Linked DNA regions of Mus musculus: region 2 is linked to region 1. A link is a contact called in public HiCAR-type data. All regions are on one chromosome and are shown on one strand. The core of a region is the stretch at or near the end of the contact, and the rest is flanking DNA. Distances in the headings are between cores, read along the strand shown.

Evidence for each region. HiCAR-type assays count read pairs that join an accessible place to other places.
Region 2: a HiCAR-type map of astrocytes shows a contact between it and region 1, with 4 times the contacts expected there. The contact joins the promoter of Ppifos here to the promoter of 4931403M11Rik in region 1. A contact is called at or near these places in 6 of 39 promoter capture datasets (the 3T3-L1 cell line, cranial neural crest, embryonic stem cells and 3 more) and 3 of 115 datasets of contacts at active chromatin or transcription factors (astrocytes, embryonic forebrain and large pre-B cells).

The regions. Positions count from the first base shown.
Region 1 is chr14:24,614,375-24,621,012 of GRCm38.p6, forward strand. 4931403M11Rik (a long non-coding RNA gene) reads left to right here and starts at 3,091. Exons shown (of 3, transcript XR_874411.2): 1 at 3,091-3,219; 2 at 6,360-6,635.
Region 2 is chr14:25,698,300-25,704,937 of GRCm38.p6, forward strand. It overlaps Ppifos (peptidylprolyl isomerase F, opposite strand), which reads right to left and starts at 2,983. Exons shown (of 3, transcript NR_028021.1): 1 at 2,746-2,983; 2 at 1-21. It overlaps Ppif (peptidylprolyl isomerase F (cyclophilin F)), which reads left to right. Exons shown (of 6, transcript NM_134084.1): 5 at 1-42; 6 at 1,168-2,169. The coding sequence ends at 1,303.

The sequences.
Region 1 (6,638 bases), core at 1,841-4,340:
TTTCCCAAGAGTGAGTGATGTCCTGTCCACATGTGGAGTGAGCAAGTGGCTATCTGCAGAGTGGTGTCCCTCACTGGTCGGAATCGGAGCCTAAGCAGGGAGTGGAACTCCCCACCCATGGGGGTAGAAGTGGAGCCTCTGGGAGTTCTTTTGGGGGCTAAACAGACTCAAGGATTAATTAGCTAATGCCTGTGGAGTGCCTAGGAATGTCAAGTACTGAGTGTGAAGTGCCATCATTGAGATGGTTTCCCCTCTTTAAGCCCTCCATGAGAGATTTGTCGATTGCCACGTGCGGGGGAGCGGCTGCTGCATCTCCAGTTGGGGCTCTCAACCAGGCAAATATTTATGGTCCGTATCAGACACTGAGGGATGCCCAGCTTCCAGAGGCTGTACTCACAGTTCCCTCCCAGTGGATGTTGGCTTAGAGAGTAGTTTGGCATGATGGTTCTTGCAAGGTGTCCACTTTGGAACTATGTCACCCGGCATTCCCAGCCTCATGCCATCTCGTTCTCCGTCTCGTGTAACCCCTGCTAGAGGTCACCCAGGAATCTTTCCTGCGTCATGTATGAAGGGGTCTGAAGGTGTGTCCCCTCCCAAGGCCGTCTTCCTCTGTTGAGGCTGACACTGCAGCCCTCCCTAACAGTCAGGCATCTTTAACCCATCATCCATCTTAGTTTGGGTTTCTATTGCTATGATAAAGCACCACGACCAAAAGCAACTTGAGGAGAAAAGAGCTGATTTCACCTTATAACTTTCAGGTCGTGTTTCATCAGTAAGGGAGGGCAGGCCAGGAACTCAAGGCAGGTCCCTGGAGGCAGCGGCTGAAGCAGAGGCCATGGAGAATGCTGCTTACTGACTTGCTCCTCATGGCTTGCTTATACTACCCAGACGAACCCCCCACTGCCACTTCCATCCACATCAAGCATTAATTAAAAATAGATCGCACACTTGCCTATTGCCCAACCTTAGGGAGGCATTTCTCAGTTTAGAGTCTGACTCTAAATGACTCTGGATTGTGCCAAGTTGATATAAAACTGACCAGAATGCTACCCTGGTGTCCAGATAACTCCCAAACTGTAGCCATTCTGCTGCCCACGTCCTTCTCTTTCCTAGCCCATTGCCACTACCCTGGCTCAGGCTTCTGACCTCTCCCTGATCTGTTGCTTTTGCCCCCTGGACCACTCCTAGCCTGTAGTGTGTGATTTCACATAGCCTGTGAATGCTCATTCTGAAACTCAGTTCCAGAATCCTTCCTGCAATGAGCATCCCATCAGCTGCCTACAGGACAGAAACCAAAGTCTTTGTCTTCCCCAACCCCACCGTGGTCCTAATTGACCTTCATCTTCTTATTTCCATCACCGCTCTATGGTCCCAGTGTTTCAGCAGCTGGAACTGATATGTTCGAGACAACTGCCCCAGCAGATCATGCCAGTCCACTGGATTAGTCCAGATTCCATTTCTTTCTCACTTCCTAATTCCACATCTATGTTTGAAAAAACAGATAGCTTCTTGTTTTCTTCTCCATAGCAATATGGTCCCTGTTGAGAGAGAGGTTTGGATTTGAGGATGAACAAGGAGCTGGCCTCCTGCCTACTGTATTGATGCCGTCTGAGGAAGAGATACTTCTGACAGCTGCGTGGGCCTATAAGATAGCTTTCCCACATTAGCACCAGAGAGGCTTAAATGCAGCCTTAGGATGACTGCTGTCTGGGTGTTATTGTAAGAATGGGTGGGAAACATTGTCTTCTCTTGCATTCTTCACAGAGTTCCTTGCACCTAATATTTCACCCCAGTGTCAGCAAATATTAGTTGTTCAGTACTTATGATAATCAGCTTATGTCTTCCGAGAGTGCTATGAACATGGACAATGATTTTAAGCTAGGCTCATAGAATGATATAGCCAGTGTGTGAGTCTGTGGAATCTATGCCTGCCTGAAGTTCCCCAGTCTCTTTTCCATCCCTGGCAGGCTTCACTAGGAAGGCCGGACGTGGAGGCTGAGAATCTGTTTGGACAAATAGGAATTCAGACAAGCAGCATTTCATTGGCTCCTTCAGTCTTTGCAAAATGGGGATCTAAAGCTCTGGAATCATGTGTGTGTGTGTGTTTGGGGGGTGGTGACTACAGTGGGCTCTGGAGGAGCCCACCCTTAACCCGTGGGAATCGGGGCAGTGTGGTGCTAGCCAGATGCTAGCTAGCCGGATAGCTGACAGTAGGGGACCCACTGTGGGTTGCTTCTTCTCTCAAAGAAATCACAGTCAGGTGTCCTTATCCTCTGAGGGTTAGGCCCGATGCCAGGGTTGTGTACATCAGAGTGGAATTGAGGTTCTTGCTTGGGCTTGTGTCAGTTCTGAGCTTAAGATAAAGGTGCTGTCAGATGCAGCCTTCTGGTGAGTTTTATTTGGTCTGCCATTTTAAAACAATGTCTTCACAGGCAAGTTCACATGTCTGCTTTCTTTTAAAAAAAAGAAGTAGGAGGGGAGAGGAAAGGAGGACGACGGAGAGGAGGAGGGGGAGGAGAAGGAGGAGGAGCAGCAGGAGGAGGAAGAACTGGGTTTCTTATTCTTCTGAGATAACAAATGCGGAGCTGGGATCAGCAGGGATGAGGGGGTAGCAGCAATGGATCATGGGACTCACCTGTGTTATCTTCTGTCCTGACCTGTGGCCTGGCCTGAGGTCACAGCCAAGGAAAATATTCTGATACAGTGGAGTACCTTTGTGACTAAGACATGAGACCAGAATGCTGCCACGCAAGCTGTGTGTATTCACGTGAGAGAATGTCAGAACTGGCAAAGCTCCTGTTGGACTTTCTTCCTGACTCTCTTGGAAAGGGAACCTGAAGCTGACGAGAGATGAGCCCAAGGTTCCCTCATGAGTGATGGCACCAGAGACCAAACCTCAGATCTCTTCACCCACAATCAGGAGTCTTTCTGGTTATCAGAGGGTCTTTGTCGCCCCCTCCTTCCTTTCCTAGCTCTCATTCATAGCCATCAGCTCCCTTGCAGACTGGGGAGAGATTGTGATGAGGGCGGCTGAGCAATAAATGGGAGGGGAGAGGCCAGGGGCTGCTCAGGATAAAGGATGAATGCAGGAGCGTTCAAAAGCCACTGGGCACTGAGCGAATTAAGCCATGCCTGTCTCCGTTGCCCGGGTACTCTTTATACATCACATAATGCCATTGTTCAGTCAGAACCCGGGGCCAGAATCCTCAGGCTTTGCAGGTAGCAGCCAGAGCCAGCTCGGCAGCAAGAGAGGGAGTGGGAGAGGATGGGATATTTCAGCTTGAGAGCAGCAGCTGTATAATAGAGCCAGGCTGGGTTGTCTCTGGGCCCCACTGTCCCTTCTCCCACCTCAAAGTAGCAGCATGAATCAGTTCACTGCGGCAATGGTCCAGGCGATGTGACTTGCATTCTTATCAGCTACCTGATTGCGGTCCCTGGATGTGTGAGGCACAGGATGTGCCTGGCATATCAACCATCTTCCTGGTGCTGCAGCTCCTGCTAGTGAAGGCAGAGCAGGGCATCCTTCAAGACCAGCACTGGCCTTTATCTTGTCTGAGTCTCTGGGACAGTCCAAAATCCTAGAAATGCTTTAGATAGGGCCCCAGTCTGTCTCAAAGATGCCCCAACAAGCCCCTGTGTTTCCCAGCAGACAAAGGATGGAAGGGGGATGAATTGCACACAGTCTAGAGGCTGCTGTTACTAATATATTATTCTGACACACAATGAACTGCAAAATTTCCCCCAAAATGAAGAGCTTGGGTCTTTGGAGGGTCTGCATAGATCCGGCAGAGTTCAACCCTGTGCAAACCTTGGCTTTCCTGGAGAGCCGGGGATACCAGGCTCCCCACCATGACCCCAAGGGGATGGCACCTATTGAGAAGATGCATCTCCCCAGCCAGGACCTCATTTAGGGATGGTTGGACAACGGCATGCTTGCTTGGTTGTTGGGGGTGGGGCTTCACAAACCTCCCAACAGAGCACTCTGAACAACAATCCTTCAAAAATGGTGGCGCTTATCCTCTTCTGACAAAGGACTGAGTGGAGCTCTCCCCGGAGGTGGGATGAAGCACACATTGCCTTTTATCTCCCCTTCGCTTTGAGAGGGGAGCCGGCTGGTGCAGAGCGTGGTGGGGAGCCATAGAGAAGGCACTCTGGAATGAAAAGCATAATCTCTCGCTCCCAAACCAGGAGGGGAGGTAGCTTTCATCCCCGTGTGTGCGTGCATGTGTGCGAGGCTCTCCATCCTGGAGGCATCTGAATGGGAGTGAGGGCTTGGAAGGATGCTACACAATGCAGTGCTATATTGCCTCTCCCCGGGAGCCCAGAGCAGGCCAGGGGTACACAGCATCTAACTTTGAAACCAAGCCTCCAATCAGCGATTTAAATAAGAAATATAATCTCATTGAACACCAAGAGCTGTCGCTCGGAGACGCTTCCATTTACAAGGCACTTGAAGAAAGTCCCCAAGCCTCCAGTTTATCAGAACAGCCAGCTTTGGACTATTTCCCTGCAAGAGAGATGCTGGGAGGAGGGGAAGCTGGAGTGGCTGCTAGGAATCCAGGCTGCAGGCAGCTCTGTGTGTGTGTGTGTGTGTGTGTGTGTGTGTGTGTGTGTGTGTGTGTGTGTGTGTGACGTGCTTGCCTTCTCTAGGAAGGATGTGGGTGAGATCTCCAGCCACGTGGTGCTCTGAGAGGTCACTGTGGACTTCCTGGCTCTGGATGGGGGTGGGGTGGGGTGGGGTCTCACAGTTTTGTCTGTCACACTTTGGGGACATTATTCTGAGCAACTGCTACATTTCTTAACATAGCCTTTTGATCTCTCTCTCTCTCTTTCCTTTTTCTTTCCCCCCTTTTTGAGGTCAAATGTCTATAAAGGTTGAGGTCCAAGTTTCCCTGATGAGACCAGGGTGTGTGACAGAGTGGACTGAGCCTCTTCTACCTGGGTTCAGGAGTCTGCCTTGCCTTGTCTGTCTTGGGGGAATTTTGACCACAGCTTTGGAGGGGGTGCGCAAGTTCTCGTGACTATGGGTATGACCTTGGGCCTTAATGGAGCAAGCGGGAGCCAATAGCCACAATAGTCCCGAGGAAGATTCTCTTGCTACTTTAATGTAGGTGTGGAAAGTCATTCACAACCCCAGTTTCCCCATCTGCAAAAGGACAGCCCATGCCAGGCAAGCAGGCTTTCCGCCACACGGGATATTGCTACTGTGGAGAAGGCGTGGCCTTCCTCATCACCCACTGCTCTGGTTATGGCTATTGTTTTTGGTCATCAGCTCTGTCTTACCTTGCCTCACCCTGTTCTGCTCAGTCGTATTTGCTTCAAAATTCAATGTGTTAATGTCTATCCTGTGACAGGTGGGGAATAGGATGTCAGTGTGAGATGGAAGGCTTCTTGGAGGAGATGTCTGGGTCTTGAGTGGGCCAGAATCTGTGAAGAGGAGAGGTGAGAAACAAGTTGAAAAGACTCATAGGAAGACAGAGTAGAGATGAGGCTGGGAGACTAGTCTATAGAGATGGGAGGCAAGGTGCTAGGTTGCCAAAGAAGGGTGCTGGGGGGAAAAGGTGCAGATTTCCTTGGTGGCCTTGTGTCACCAGAGTGTCAATGATCTTTGGAAAAAGAGGCAAGACTGAGACAGGTATATCCTGGAACCACAAAATCCCAGAGGCCTGAGGACAGCACAAGGCAGGGTAGCAGGAAGTCTGGGGCCTCATCCTGCTTCTTTCCCAATCTCCTAGGTAACGCTCAGGGATCTCTTACACACCAGTCACTGTTCTCACTCTTGGGTTGTACTTCATACTACCCATGCCTCAAGCATCTCCGTGTATCCCATTCCACAGATGGAGAAGGTGAGATCAGGTGTGCCAGTAAATGTAGCTAGAATCTTCTACTCAGAGCAAAGCAGGATGAGCACATTTGGCAGGTTCTTGTGTTTTCTCTTATTTTCTTGCCTCAGGAGAGTGAGCCCCCTGCCCCACCTTGGGTGCTCTTGTCTCACTTTGGGGTAGAAATGAAGCCTTGGCTTCATTTAGGATTTTCTCCCTCCCAGACAAGAGCCAAAGTACATCTTGTGTGCCCACATCAGGGGGCATCAAGAGGAGGGTCTCAGCTGGCACCCAGTGTACCACAAAGGCGATGTTCATTGCTGACTTCCATCATAGTTCTGAGAGCTATACCTGTCAAGGTCACCCGTCTACAGCCTGGTTATAGAGCAGAACTCTATCTACAGGGTCCTTCAGCTACAGGAACTAGAGGGGGCCACAGAGGACATTACTTAGCTATATCCACAGTGGTGATAACCATACTCAGCTATATTGACATCACACGTGCTAACCAAATGCTTTATGAACTTCATCTCACAGAACCTCCATAACAGCCATAGACAACTGTCTCTGCGATCGGTAGACATGGAACTTGACACCCAAGGAAGTTTGTCTACTCACCATGGCTTACAGACAATTTGAAGGTGCTAAAACTACACTGAATGCAGACCTCTCCCAGCCTGCTTTCTCTGCTTAGGCTGTGGGCAAATGGCGTAGATCCTTGAGTCGTGAGCAGGAACCTGCAGTGTCTATACATCTTTGGCCTTTGCTCGGAGGACAGTCCTGACCGAAGTTATCTGAGGATCTCAACTCAAGGTG
Region 2 (6,638 bases), core at 1,733-4,232, 1.1 Mb after region 1:
CAATGGCTCTCAGTTCTTTATCTGCACGATAAAGACAGACTGGTGAGTACATCACACGCAGGGCCTCTGAGAAGGAAGCTAGAGGAGGTCACAGTCGGGAGCTTGATCTGCAGCTGGCCCGTCTGCTCTGGGCCAGTGGCTTGCTTCTCGCTGTGTGTCTGTCTGAGAGACAGGGAGGAATCAAGGCACAGTTTGTTTTTCTGTGACTGTGTCCCACCTGTCTACCCCAATGGTGCTGTTGGCTAGAATTTGATTTGTGTCTTGCCTGCACACACACTGAATTTGGGAAATGCTTCAGTAAGTGGCCTCATGGTGGTCTGAGTGGAAGCCACTTTGCCTGGCTTACCCTGATGTTTCCTTGGCTTGCCTCTGCTATAGAATGTGCTTATGGAATCATGGGTTGTGAGGAATAGTTTCCTCACACACTGTTAGCATGGCCGCACATGGCTCCCAGACCTCCCAGCTTCCTTTCCCACAGTCCTATGCTGTCTAAGAATGCCTTTTCCCTGGTAAAACTTCCACCAAGCAACACCTTTCTCTGCATAGAGTTCTGAGTATCCCAGGCCTCAGGTCCCAGGAGGTCAGAGGCAACAGCTGACTGAGAAGTTTAGAAAACCTGTGTTCACAACTTTAAGGAAATCTAAGCGATGGGATGACAGCCACACAGGGCTGTCAGGGTCGGGCATGTTGGTGCCAGCCCCATCTTCTTTGCTCCTTCCATGGAAGCCTTGATGGGCCTTAAAGCTCTGCCCCAGGCTGTCCTTATTCTCAGCTGTGCTGGAGCTGAGCTAAGTCCCTGTTCTGTTCTTGGAACTCACAGATCATGAGCTACTCAACACCTCCAGGCTTCTCACACTTATTTGGTGCTCAGTTTGCCATAGTCTGTTGTGCAGATGTCTTGCTTTTTTGAGTGCTGCAATGCCCATCATTTTCCTGGGCAGAATGAGAACAACCTACTTCTCATAAGTAAGGTCACCAAAAGTCAGATCAGGCTGCCGGACAAAGCCCAGGGTGACAGAACTGGGAGCCTGGAATCCAGTGGAATGCAGCTGAAGAGCTCACAAGCGGTAACTAGGCTTTCAGGGTAGTGGTGTTCCTTTGGCAAACAACTCTGCCGAGTGGCCAGGATGCTGGGTGTTTTCTTACTTGGCTCAACCCTCCCCACAGGCTAGATGGCAAGCATGTCGTGTTCGGCCATGTCAAAGAGGGCATGGATGTTGTGAAGAAAATAGAATCTTTCGGCTCAAAAAGTGGGAAGACGTCTAAGAAGATTGTCATCACAGACTGTGGCCAGTTGAGCTAACTCACAGCCAAGGTGCTAGGACAGCAGCAGGCATCCATGTCTTGATTCACCCAGGTTCTCCAAAGAACAGTTTGCACCCACTTCTATTGAGTCTGAGGAAGGCCACTCAGGCATGGTCCTCCCAGACCAGGCTGCTCTCCACTGTCCATCCTGCCTCAGATCCCGTTTCTGGGCATCAGTATGGCCATCGGGCCATGTACCCTCAGCCGATGTCCCCGTGATTGCCATGTGCGTGTGCCTTGGACATTGGCAATGCTGACCAGTTAGTCAGGGAAGGCTCCTGACTCTTTTCCTTGATCAGTGGGGATAGCAGTTGCTATTTAATGTTGTCTTCCTCCTTGCAATAATTTAACATAGAATTCAAGATCTCATCGAAACAAAGCTGTGACACTCATGGCACTGTCCGTGTGTGACCTGTGTTGCTGTGACACTCACGGCACTGTCCATGTGTGACCTGAGTTGGCACAAGCCACAGACACCCCCAACCCCCCCACCTCCCAGCCTGGCTTCTGAGACATCACTCAGGGCTCTTGTGAAAGTCCCAGCGTCAATGCCTTCCCTCCTGGTCACTGTGAATCCTGCTGGCTGCTGCTGTGATTTTTGAAAGCCTGTGAAATAGAAGCAGCAGGACCTGGGAACAGACCTGTGAGCCCGGTCTTTCTGCTCAATGTGAATTCCCGTGGTGAAAACTTACAGACACTGCCTGACCTCATGCTGTTCTCAAGAGGGAAGTGTCTTCTGGCAGGCTTTGCTTTTTCTGTATGTTGAATAAATCCAATCTATCAATAATATATATGTAAAAGATTTCTGGGACAGTCCTGTGTGTTCATCTCAAATGTGATAAATAAATCCTATTTTCTATAAAATGGCTGTCTCTGGTTTTGGAATGAAATTTACATCTTTGGGGCTCATTTGTTTTTGTGACAGGGTCTTGCTGTGTGGTCCAGGGTCTTGCTGTATAGCCTTTGGCTAGCTTCAAACACTCTTGACCTTCCTCAATGCTGTTGGGATTACAGGCATGGAACATTGACTCCAGCTGGGGCCAGTCTTGGAGTTACTATGTGTTAGGTTCTATGCTTTGAACTGTTTTTTGTTTGTTTTGTTGTTTTATGATGCTAGGGCCTTTGTGCACACAAGCCACGTCCTCAGCCTTATTGTAAGGAAATCCGTGTAGAACATTCTGTGTCCTAACCCCAAGTACTAGCTCAGAAGCCACTGAGAACATCCTTGCTACCATCTGTCCTGTAGGATGGTCCAGACAGTCCCCACCGTGAGCACTACCTCTAGGTGAAGTCCCAGCTATGCTTAGTGATTGAGCTTCAGTTTCTCTCAGCTACATAATGTGTACATGACATCTAGGTCTGGAATTGGGTGTGACCCATGTGAGGTGCATGGTCTTGGGCCAGATGTATCATCACAGCAATCTCTGGGTAGTGACTTACAAGAGGGTGACATTTCCCGTGTGTCAGAGATCCTTAGGAAAGGGGGCTGAGATCACCAAAGGTTAGAGGTGGGTTTCCCTTTTCTCATGCTGGGTCACTGAAATGTGGAATTCTTCATTGCTGAATTCTCAGGGAAGACAGGACTGGGGCAAGCACATGACTAAGAGTTTCCTTAGGTGGGTAGGGACATAGCATAGCTCATGGAGAAGGGATGTGGGCTCTGGCTGCGGTGAGTATTGCATTCATGCCATATAGAATTCCTGAATCAGGTGATGTCAGGTTAGAGGTAGGCGTGGTCATTCTGACATCATAGAGGTTATGCTGAGTCTTCAGAGTCTTGGAGTTTCCATGAAGTCAGAGCTCAGCTCCTTGGGTTGAGAGTTTGGTTGGAGTAGTAGTTAAAGCCATTTTGGGAGCAGCCAGCATCCTCAGAACAGCTGGCTGTGATGGTGTGGACCCTGAGCAGGCATTCTGTGCCTGTGTCCACGAGCCTCTGCAGTCCTTTATACAGTGGGGCTGCCGAGGGACTTCATTTGAGACGCAGATCTCGCCTACTAATAACTGATAATGTCTCATGCAGCACAACAGCTTACAGGTGAGAAGATGAGGCTACAGGCTGGCTTGTGATTAATCTAGACAATATGTCAAGCAGTTGGCAAAGGACAGACCTCTTGAGCTCTTGGTGGTACAGAAAGTACACACGGGCTTCTTAGGATCATTACCTAAAATCTTGAGGTCACACAGGTACTTTACCACTGACCTGTGACCCCAAACCCTCCCCTTTTTGTTTAGTTGTAGGCTAGGTCTACATTGTCCACGGTGGCCTTGAAGTTACTCTATGGCCCAGGCCAACTTAAAACTTGTGACTCTTTTTGCCTTGGTCCTTTGAATAGCTTTGATTATAGGCTTATCCCCAGCCACTTTAAAAGTATTTTAGGAACATTATTTATTTACTCACTTTAAAATTTGTGTATTTCTGGTACAGGTCAAAGATGTGTTGTTGTTGTTTTTGGAGTTGCCTGCTGACCTGGGGTACTCCAGGCACCCAGGACAAGTCAAAGGGAAAGCCATCCCTCCTTGAGCTGTGACCTGCCTCCTGTCAATTTCAGAGGGGTCCAGAGTTAGAAGTGGGAGGGCTTGTGTTTCCTGAGGATGTGTGTGTTCTGTCTCCATCCAGTGGAATCTAGGGGTACAGCAAGCATGTAAGAATTTTTCTGAAAACCACTCCCTAAAGGCAGAGGCAAGGTCATCCTCTGCAGCTCTCAGAGGCCCAAGCCAGGTTTTGGGGTTTTGTTTGTTTGTTTGTTTGTTTGTTTGCTTTGTTTTTTCCAGACAGGGTTTCTCTGTATAGCCCTGGCTGTCCTGGAGCTCACTTTGTAGACCAGGCTGGTTTTTATGTGAAGCATCTTTTAAAGTAACACAGGAAATCCTGGCTTGTTGCTTGCCAGTAAGTCCTCAGTACCTAATGTGTGCATACATACATCGGTAGCCCTCAGTACCTAATGTGTGCATACATACATCGGTAGCCCTCAGTACCTAATGTGTGCATACATACATCGGTAGCCCTCAGTACCTAATGTGTGCATACATACATTGGTAGCCCTCAGTACCTAATGTGTGCATACATACATCGGTAGCCCTCAGTACCTAACGTGTGCACCAAGTGTTGAACCTGTATATGCTTTCTAGATGGCATAAGATGTGATACCTTATGCTTTCAAAAACCAAAACATCAAATTTCTGAGATGCTTGGTAGCTTTTCAGAATGATTTCACTGAGATAAAAATTTACATATAGTAAAATTCACACATTTTAATTGCACCATCAATAAAATTTTGAAAACCACATCCACTGATTAATGAGCATCAGTGAAGACACAAAACCTCGCCAGTGTTTCAGAACCTTCCCTACACGTCTTTCTAGGCAGCCACTAGGTTCTAGTACCACACGATGACTTTTGCCTTTCCTAGGACTTCATGTGGAAATGAGATTGGAAACTTTTTTTTTTTGGCCCTGGCATCTCTAGCATAGTGTGTGTGAGACTCTTAACATTTCTCAACCTGTGGAGCCCAGCTACCCTTTCACATGGAGGTCACATATCAGATATTTCCATCAGGATTCACTACAGTAGCAAAATTACAGTTAGAAATATCTTTATTGTTGGGCGAGGGGGCGGGCACCACAGTATGAGGAACTGTATTAAAGGGTCACAGCGTTAGGAAGGCTGAGAACCACATCTGGGTTCTGCAAGATTTCGCTTCACGAAAAGCAATTCTGCAGATGTTTCATAGGTGCACTAAAGCCTAAAGCCTGGGACTCGCAGGATCCCGGGAGCGCATACAGAGCCTGAGCTGCTTGCTTGAGGCTGGATCTCACTCTGCTGCCTGAGCTGGTTTTAACTCCTGCACTGAAGAGACCGATTAGCTTCAGCTTCTCAAATAGCTGGATTGCTGGGTGCATGCTGAAGGACACAATAAAAAGCACTTCGCTCTTGAGTCATTTATTTAGTGTGCATGTGCATGTGCGTGTGCGTGTGCGTGTGCGTGTGTGTGTGTGTGTGTGTGTGTGTGTGTGTCTTGTACTGGGGACCAAACTCAAGGCCTTAGATAAGCATTCTATCACTGAACTATAACATAGCCCAGCTGGAGCCTACTGAGTACAAAACCAACTGTGTTTTAATTCAGGAATGCTAGGCTGGTTTAACATCAGAAAGATCAATGAATATAACAGTGTAACTTCATGTACACACACTATTAGGATAAGACCCCAAAGTTACAGGGCTTTGAAGGGGACAGAAGAAACATTTACAAAACACAGAGGCATAGTATCAAGTTGCCCTCTAAATACTTATCCTTACACCCATGGGCAAGGGCGAGCCTCAGCCCTCATCAGCGAAGCCTCTTTGCGCAGTCATAAAGGATGTCAGTTAATTGAGACTCACAACTGGCCAGAGTACAGAGAACAGATGGCGCTGGACTGTGCGTCCTTAAATGGTGCATCTGTATTTCACTGTCTCCCCACTAGGCTCAAGGAACATGTGGAAGATGAAACAGAAGGATTAGAGGGGCCAGAGGTGTGTGTATTGGAATATGGTGTCTTTTTGAGATAAAAATGGTGAGGTGAGGGCTGGCGAGGGGGCTCTACAGGTAAAGCCTTGCCACCAAGCCTGATGACTTAACTCTGGTCCATAAGACCTATGTGATGGGGGCTGGTGAGATGGCTCAGTGGGTAAGAGCACCCAACTGCTCTTCTGAAGGTCCGAAGTTCAAATCCCAGCAACTACATGGTGGCTCACAACCATCCGTAATGAGATCTGACTCCCTCTTCTGGAGTGTCTGAAGACAACTACAGTGTACTTACATATAATAAAAATAAATAAATCTTTAAAAAAAAAAGACCTATGTGATGGAAGAACTGACTCCAGCAGTCGTCTTTGACCTTCAGGCATGTGTTGTATGACATCTGTGTGCTTATAACACACATACACAACAGATAAATGTTTTTAAAGAGATATAACTGGCCATTAAGCACCTGAGGAGACACTGCAAATCATTAGTCATCAGAGAAATGCAGATGAAGACTACCACGGGCTACTTCACACCCGCTGGGATGTGTAATATAAAAAGTCAGATAGTACCAAGTGTTTGTAAGGATGTGGACGCAGTTCCTCGGATGGTTAGACAGAGTCACCATTTACCCAAGGGGAATGAAAACATGTATGCATACAAAAAGTTGTATGGCGCCGGGCGTTGGTGGCACATGCCTTTAATCCCAGCACTCAGGAGGCAGAGGCAGGCGAATTTCTGAGTTCGAGGCCAGCCTGGTCTACAGAGTGAGTTCCAGGACAGCCAGGGCTACACAGAGAAATCCTGTCTCGAAAAACCAAAAAAAAA